Regions from separate parts of the Macaca mulatta genome. Here region 1 is linked to region 2. Evidence: chromatin contacts called from public Micro-C data. All regions are on one chromosome and are shown on one strand. Each heading gives the region's core, a stretch centred on a gene start, on an enhancer-like site or on the middle of the called end of the contact. The rest is flanking DNA. Distances are from core to core; before and after follow the strand shown.

Region 1 (3,459 bases), core at 937-3,436, 150 kb before region 2:
GTAGCTACTCCTGCGTGGGTCTAGACTCTCTTAACACCATTAATAAGGTGGTCTAAATTCTTGTGGCCCACTCACAGGGGAGAGGTTGGACTAGATGACCCATGGTTTCTCCTGAGGAGTTTTCTGGTGATAGTTTTAGATTAGGATTCTTAATCTGATTGCTGGGAAAGGCATAGTGGGAGTCATTCTCTGGATCAGATGGTGCTCTCTTTTGATGTCAGACGTCCTCTACAGGTGGAATTGGGCAAAACCATAACAGGACAAAAATAACACATACACCTTTCCTTTGTGGCACAGCAAAAGTCTCTCTCACGATATCATCCATCCATCCATCCATCCACCCACCCACCCACCCATCCACCCAACAAGCACTACCTGACCACTACTGAAGGCCAATCACCATGCTTGATGATGGGATTAAAAGTCAAAGATGACCTTATTCCCTTCCTTGAAATCACACTACCAACTTAGTCTGCAGCTAAGGCAACGGAGTTACAGGTACTGCTCAGATCCCACAGCCATTCAGGGGCGAAGTTTTGCCTAGGAGCCAGGTCTTTCAATACCTGCCCCTTGCAATCCCACAACACCAAACCTGTGGCTACAGTGCCTGCCACAATCAGATGGAAAGAGATGGGCAATAGGAAGATTTTAAACAAATGAGGTGTTATCTCTTTTTGCTTGTCTGACCCTTTTTTCTCTTCTGAATCTAAAGATTTTTCACCAAAGATCTAAAATAGTGAGAGCTGTAAACCATATGCAAGACATGCAAATGTCAATATTGGATACCCCAGTGTGATCTCATTGGTAGGTTTAGCCTTGCACAGCCTGTAAAACTGCCTCCTTAGAAATCAAAACCCACTGTCCAAGTTTCCAGTTCTTGGATCTCTCTACACTTAAGATTAAAGAATAAATGTTTCAGATACATTATAAAGTGGCAAACAATGCAATATTACCCTTAACTTTTTTTTTTTCTTAACATTTGTTACCTCTCTGTCTTATTTAAAGGTAATTTCTCAACTTTTGTCACTAGGATTCTACAGAACTTCTCCATTGCTCAAACTCTTCTCCCCCTTGTTTTATTTTTCCACTCTGGGCAGATATTTTTGTCTGCGTTGTGGAAATTGATGAATTATTTATCAACAAATACCTCATCCAAATTTGGGGATGTGCCTATCAAAAATAGTACTAAGAATTGAAAAAAAAAAAAAAATCAAAGCAGCACCTTAAACAATGAGAATGAAGCATTCATTGGCTGCTCAATAATCCAGTACATTAAGGTTGCGGGTCCAGAAGCCCCTTTAATTAACAATGGTTCCACCAAAATGCTGCCCTGAGACACTTGACCAGACTGGCTTTCCAAGGCAAGAAGATCTGAGGCGAGGAGAACTGAAAACAAAGCGGGTTCAAAAAGAGTTAAGCTCCTTCCTTACTTAATGCCACTGCTTTCCTGAGAGGCCAGGTGGCAGGATGTGGGACGACTCCGGCTGACAAAGACAGTCTAACCGTGGGGTAGGGGCTGGAGCAGGCGCCAGCGACCCATGTCTACATGCATACTTCTCTTACACTGCTGCAGCTGGAAAAGCTAGACCCTGCGCCAGGACCCCAGCCCTGTGCACGGACCCCTGAGCGTCTGGGAAGCTGTCTCTGGGACTGAAGCCCCCCACCTCCGCCGGGCTGGCGGCCACTGCGGTACCCTACTCCCCGTCGGGCTGGCCCTGCACAATTTGGGAAAAAGCCGCAGCGCTTCTGCAAGGTCTACGTGGCCAGGAGCATGCAACGCTTGGCTCCCAAAAAGACACGAAAGGAGCAAAGCATCAACGACCACCCGATCAGAGGGCCCGAGGGGCGCCTCTTCACCAGTCAGCTGCAGCTTAAGTTCCGTGCATTATCCGAAAGGAACAGCTGGCTGGAGGTATCCAGGGCTGTCACTCCAACCTCTGAAGCGGTGACCTCAACTCCCAGCACTTCAAAACCCAGACAGAAACAAACGTCCAACAAACTCCCACTCCAGGAGCGCTGCAAAACCAACGCCAGGTAGACGGAGCCAGCCCGGGGGTCGCTGCCCAACATGCATCCGCAGCCCTAGGCTGCGGTGAGCCCGAGGCAGACGGCACTGGGAGGCGCAGTGGTTACCTCTCCGGGCCCCGCGATCCTTTCGCAAAGTCCCAAGTCCGGGTCAAAGCAGGAGCGCCCAGCAGGCGGAGGTCGGGGCCGGGACCGGGCGGAGGCGACGCTCCATGGACGCCCGGGGTCGGGCTCGCTCGCTGGCAGGGTCGGCCGGGGGTGTGATCTCTCTTGGCGGCCGCTATCGCCGCTCCGCCCCCGCGGGCTCCAAGTTCGCTTGGCCCGCCACGAAGACTGCAGACTGCGCAGTCTGCTTTTCCCCGTTTCAGTTGTATGCGGGTCTAGGCCCGGGGATTTCCACGGTACTTTCCAAAGTCACGTGACTCTCTGGGTAGGGCTGCGAATTGCGTCCCGCCGGCCGCCAGAGGGCGCAGGGGGCGAGGGGCTTTCGCGGCCTCCGCGCCCCGACCCGCCCCCTTTCCCTGCCCCGCCCCGCTGCCTCGCCCCGCCCAGTCCCCGCGGGCCCAGGGAGAAACTCCCTCGCCCCGCCCCGGGGTGTCCCCGCGTGAGTCACCTGGGCATTTCGGAAGCTGGGGTCACGTCACATCCATGTGGAAATCGCGGTGATGGGAACTGGAAATGAAATAGGTTCTTTTTCGCAGTTGTTTTTCTGCAGAAAATCATCAACTGTGGAGAAGAAGAAGGGAAATAAGAAAAAAAGAAAACCCTAAAAACCACCCTGGCGTCCGGGCCCGCAGGCCTCGGGCTGGCTCTGAAAAGTTTGGGCTGTGCACGTGATAAGCGCGTAGGCGGGAGCCCCAGACAGGACCCGGGCGGGAATTTCGAGAAAAAGCAGCAGTGACAGCCTTTGGTCCCCATCTCCATTGTTCCTGCCAGCTCTGGACCCCAGGCTGCATGAGACGTAGGTCCCAGGGAACACCCGACCCCGTGGCCCCAATCTTAGGTAAACTTAGGAATCAGAACAACATTCACCCCTATGCCACCCTTGCTCCATTTCCCCTTCTCTATTTCTGCTCACCAAGCATCCAGCTGACATTGCATTCAAGCAGCATTTCAGCTTAGAAATCGCTTCTAGTCCATCACCGTGCTTGCCATGTGTCTCCAAGGCTTTATTAGGTGTGTTTTTAGTTGTCCTGATTATCAGTTCACCCCAGGGTGCTGATGGCTGATAATACTGGCGCTCCCTTCCCCACCCCCATGCGTTGCATAGGGAGAGTGAGTCATGTGGAGATGGGTGCAGTCCCTTGGGCAGTGGGGGTGCAGGTCCTGTGCAGGGAGGAGGCTTAGGGTGCTTTTACTGTCTTACTGCCCTCTAAGCACGGGACCCTTTGGATCATTTACTAGATTGGCTAAACTAGAACCAGTTGGAAATAT
Region 2 (3,452 bases), core at 488-2,987:
AAAGGTGTGTTAGATAGCATTTACTTCAGGGAAGAAGAATTAATAGTCTTCCAAATACACCTGGATCACCTCACCTCAGACTAAATAGATCCCAAACCATTACATTAGCCCAAAGATTTTCTTGTTCCCCACGTCTTCATTTTTCTGTTAATTGTGATTCCATTCCCTTTTCACTAGGCTTTAAACACAGCTGTCAGACACAATCACTCTTTGCTTGAATTCATTTAGTTACCAAGACCTACTGATTTTTTAAAAAACAATCTCTGTTTTGTCACCCATTCATTCCTTTCCATTCTTAGAACCCAATTTTCTAGATCAGACCTTGTATTCTCAGTCTCTAATATTTCATGGGTAGGTCCAACTTGTCTCCTTACATACATTTCTCCCTCCAGCAGCTGTTATGAACTGAATTATGTCCCCGCCCATCCCTAGATTGATATGTTTAAGCTCTAACCCCATGTGACTGTATTAGGAGACGGGGTGTTTTTGGAGGTAATTGTGGTTCCATGAGATCATAAGGATGGGGCCCTAATTTGATAGAACTTGTGTCCTTATAGGAAGAGGATGAGGCACTACTCTTTCTCTCTGCTCATACACAGAGAAAAGGCGGCCATCTACAAGTCAGCCAGAGGGCCTCACTAGGATGAGTTTTCCAGCATCTTGATCTGAACTCCTAGCCTCCAGAACAGTGATAAATTAAATTTCTGTGGTTGTAGCCACCTGGTCTGTGGCATTTCATGTCAGTCATAACAGACTAATAAATAGGCTATCTGCCCAGTATTCTCAGAGTTACATGCATAGAACACTAAACTGACCCTATGCTTTACAAATCCCCAAGGCTGCCACTGCCCACCCCCATGACTTGTAAGTCCAAATGCTTTAGCTTGGAACCTGAGGCCACCTCCGTGTCGTCCCCATAGTTACCTGCCCAGCCTCTAAGCCTTTATATTGTTTAAGGCAAACGTTCTGATCTCATTGTCCTCAAAACCCACATGGCATTTTCTGAAGCCACAGTGAAGCATGATGCCTTTGGGGAACTGCCTGTGGTTGCCATGGCTGCAAGGTGAGTCTACACCAGAGGATGGCAGGATGTGAGAGGAGTCACGTTGCAGACATGGCTCCCTCCTCCCTCTCTTCCTTATTAACAGAGTCCTCACTGAGTTTAGAGAGGAGAAGTGCCCAGATCAGAGGCAAATAATGATGTCTAAGCTGGAGGTCAGCAAACTATTTTTATAAAGGGCCAGGTGAAGGTAAACATTTTGGGCTTTGTGGGTGATATGGTCTCTGTCACAGCTCCAACATTTTAGTGCAAAAGTAGCCATAGGAAATACATAAACAATTGTGTTTCAATAAAACTTTATTTACAAAAGCAATTGTTGGACTAGATTTGGCCTGCGGGGCATAGTTTGCCACTCCCTGATCTGCCAATCCCAGAGCACTGACATTGTTGATCTTCTGAATCAAGTGTAGAACAACTTTCAGATTTCTTGTTATATGAGAGCCAGAAAACTCCATCTTTTAAAGCTCTTTTTAAGCTCTTGCTATCCACAAGGTTCGTCTTAGACCAGCAGAATCAGCATCACCTGGGAGCTTGTTAGAAATGCGGAATCTCAGGCCCCCACCCCAACCTCCTAAATCAGAATGTGCATTTTAATAAGAAGCCCTGGTGGTTGGAAGGTTTACTAGAGCTTAAGAAGCACTGGTTGAAGCCACTGCTGATTGAATGTCCTATTACTTGCAGATGAAAGCACCCCTAACTATTGCTGACAGGAGCAAGTCATCAGTATCTTGTATGCTTTGCTAAGGACTGTGGTTTTGTCCTGAAAGACAGTAATGGGCTTTATGTAGGGAATGAAATGATCAGTTTTGGGAGGCATATAACTCATCTCTTTGATGAGATAATAAGCTCCTAAAAATCCGAGTGTACTAAAGAAATATGCCTGATATTTATCCTGTTTTCCAAGGCCAGCAAAGTAGGTAGACTCTTCACCACTGCCACACCATTGGATGGAAATGAAAAGCAGCCTCTTCTCTAAGACCTGCTCTCCTGCCCATACCTACTGCCTCAGGCCCCAGGAGGATTCTCTGTTTCTGGCATATCCATGGGGCTTAAAAGTAATTGGAAGGCTGTAACTCCAGCATTGTAATTTGGCATCTGAGACTGGAAAACTTTAATTTTAGTTACACTTAATACTGCCACCACCCAGCTTGGTTCAATTTATCTTCTGAATATATATTCACCTCTCCGATAAGACTATAGGCTACTTTGGCCTAAGCAATCATATTTTAAGATTTTTGCATCTCTTCCATAAGGCTTGCAAAGTGCTCTGCATATGACAGTCATGATAAATATAAAATTATTTCTTAAAATATAAGCCACCATTTATTGCTTTTCCAAGCTCTTTGAATAATACCTAAATGGGATAAGCATCTCGAATGTGAATATCATTCATCAGCTAAGTTAAAAATAGTAGGGTCAAAAGGATCCAAATAACATCAAATTTTTTGAAAGGCAGGTCTTTTCATATTGTTTATGGTTAGGTTCTAATACACGCCAGGAATGGTTTGAAAAAGAATTCAGTACAAGCATTTGCTCATATCAAGCCACCACATCTTCCTGTGGTTGGTTTATGAAGAGCTAAAACCCAAACAAGCACCACCTCTTACACAGTAACCCAGAGTGTTAGTACTTACATGGAGAGAGCACGTCATAAACCCTCTAGACAAAATTATCTCACTTAAACCATACAAGACCCTAGGGTTGGGTAGATTATTATCTTCGCTGATGAAGAAACCAAAGTGCAGAGTATTGATGTCAACTTAGTGAGGATCACACTGGTAGAAATTTGGTGGTGGTAAGAGGGGACAGTTGGAATTCAAACCCAGATAGTTAAGCCCTGAGTCTGTGTTCTGAACCATTAAGCAGTGTCTCCATAAACAGAGCTTTGCTATGTCAAAGGCCAAACTCTCACCACCCTATTTTCATCTGCAGGCATCATCAGCTGGGATTTTCATGTGACAAGTAATCTATGTTAAGCCTAGATATATTGAAAATAAAATGTTAGAAGCCACTTATTTTATGGTCAAGTTCAGTGAGTGACAGTTTCTATGTTTAAAGCCTTAACCCATTATGAGTTAATGGTTTGGTCTATCATGATTAACAGTGGGAAATATCTTTGAAATCAGATTAGAATGTTTTAGTTTTTGTTTTGGCTGTTAATTATCATAGAAAGTTTTTCTCTGTCATTTCAGAGTCTACAGTAAAGACTATTAAAGGAGTACCTGTAATTATGATCTTATTGATCTATTTAAATTAGAGTTTATTACAAAGCCTATGACCATATCCAAACAATTAAATTAAAGCATGGAACAGTATTTCAATGACTTTAGGGAGCATAGACAGCCAGGTGGGATTATTGAAACCTGAAAGTGGATAGTTTTGTCTCCAGGTG

What was found. A called contact is a pair of places that touch in the nucleus more often than the background predicts.
Region 1: a Micro-C map of CD4 T cells shows a contact between it and region 2, with 19 times the contacts expected there. The contact joins the promoter of TNFAIP3 here to the enhancer-like site in region 2. A contact is called at or near these places in 7 of 14 Hi-C or Micro-C datasets (CD4 T cells, blood, fetal cortex germinal zone and 3 more).

Annotation. Positions count from the first base shown.
Region 1 is chr4:42,959,998-42,963,456 of T2T-MMU8v2.0, reverse strand. It overlaps TNFAIP3 (TNF alpha induced protein 3), which reads right to left and starts at 2,186. Exons shown (of 9, transcript NM_001261344.1): 1 at 2,134-2,186. LOC114677502 (a long non-coding RNA gene) reads left to right here and starts at 1,436. Exons shown (of 2, transcript XR_003728821.2): 1 at 1,436-2,034.
Region 2 is chr4:42,810,221-42,813,672 of T2T-MMU8v2.0, reverse strand. No RefSeq gene overlaps it. Among named protein-coding and RNA genes, the nearest start is that of TNFAIP3, 150 kb to the left of the region's middle. Within about 2 kb of position 1,737, at least 6 of the 40 cell types and tissues checked have an H3K27ac peak or open chromatin away from gene starts, as enhancers often do. A contact at or near this core is called in CD4 T cells and blood, where this site is marked.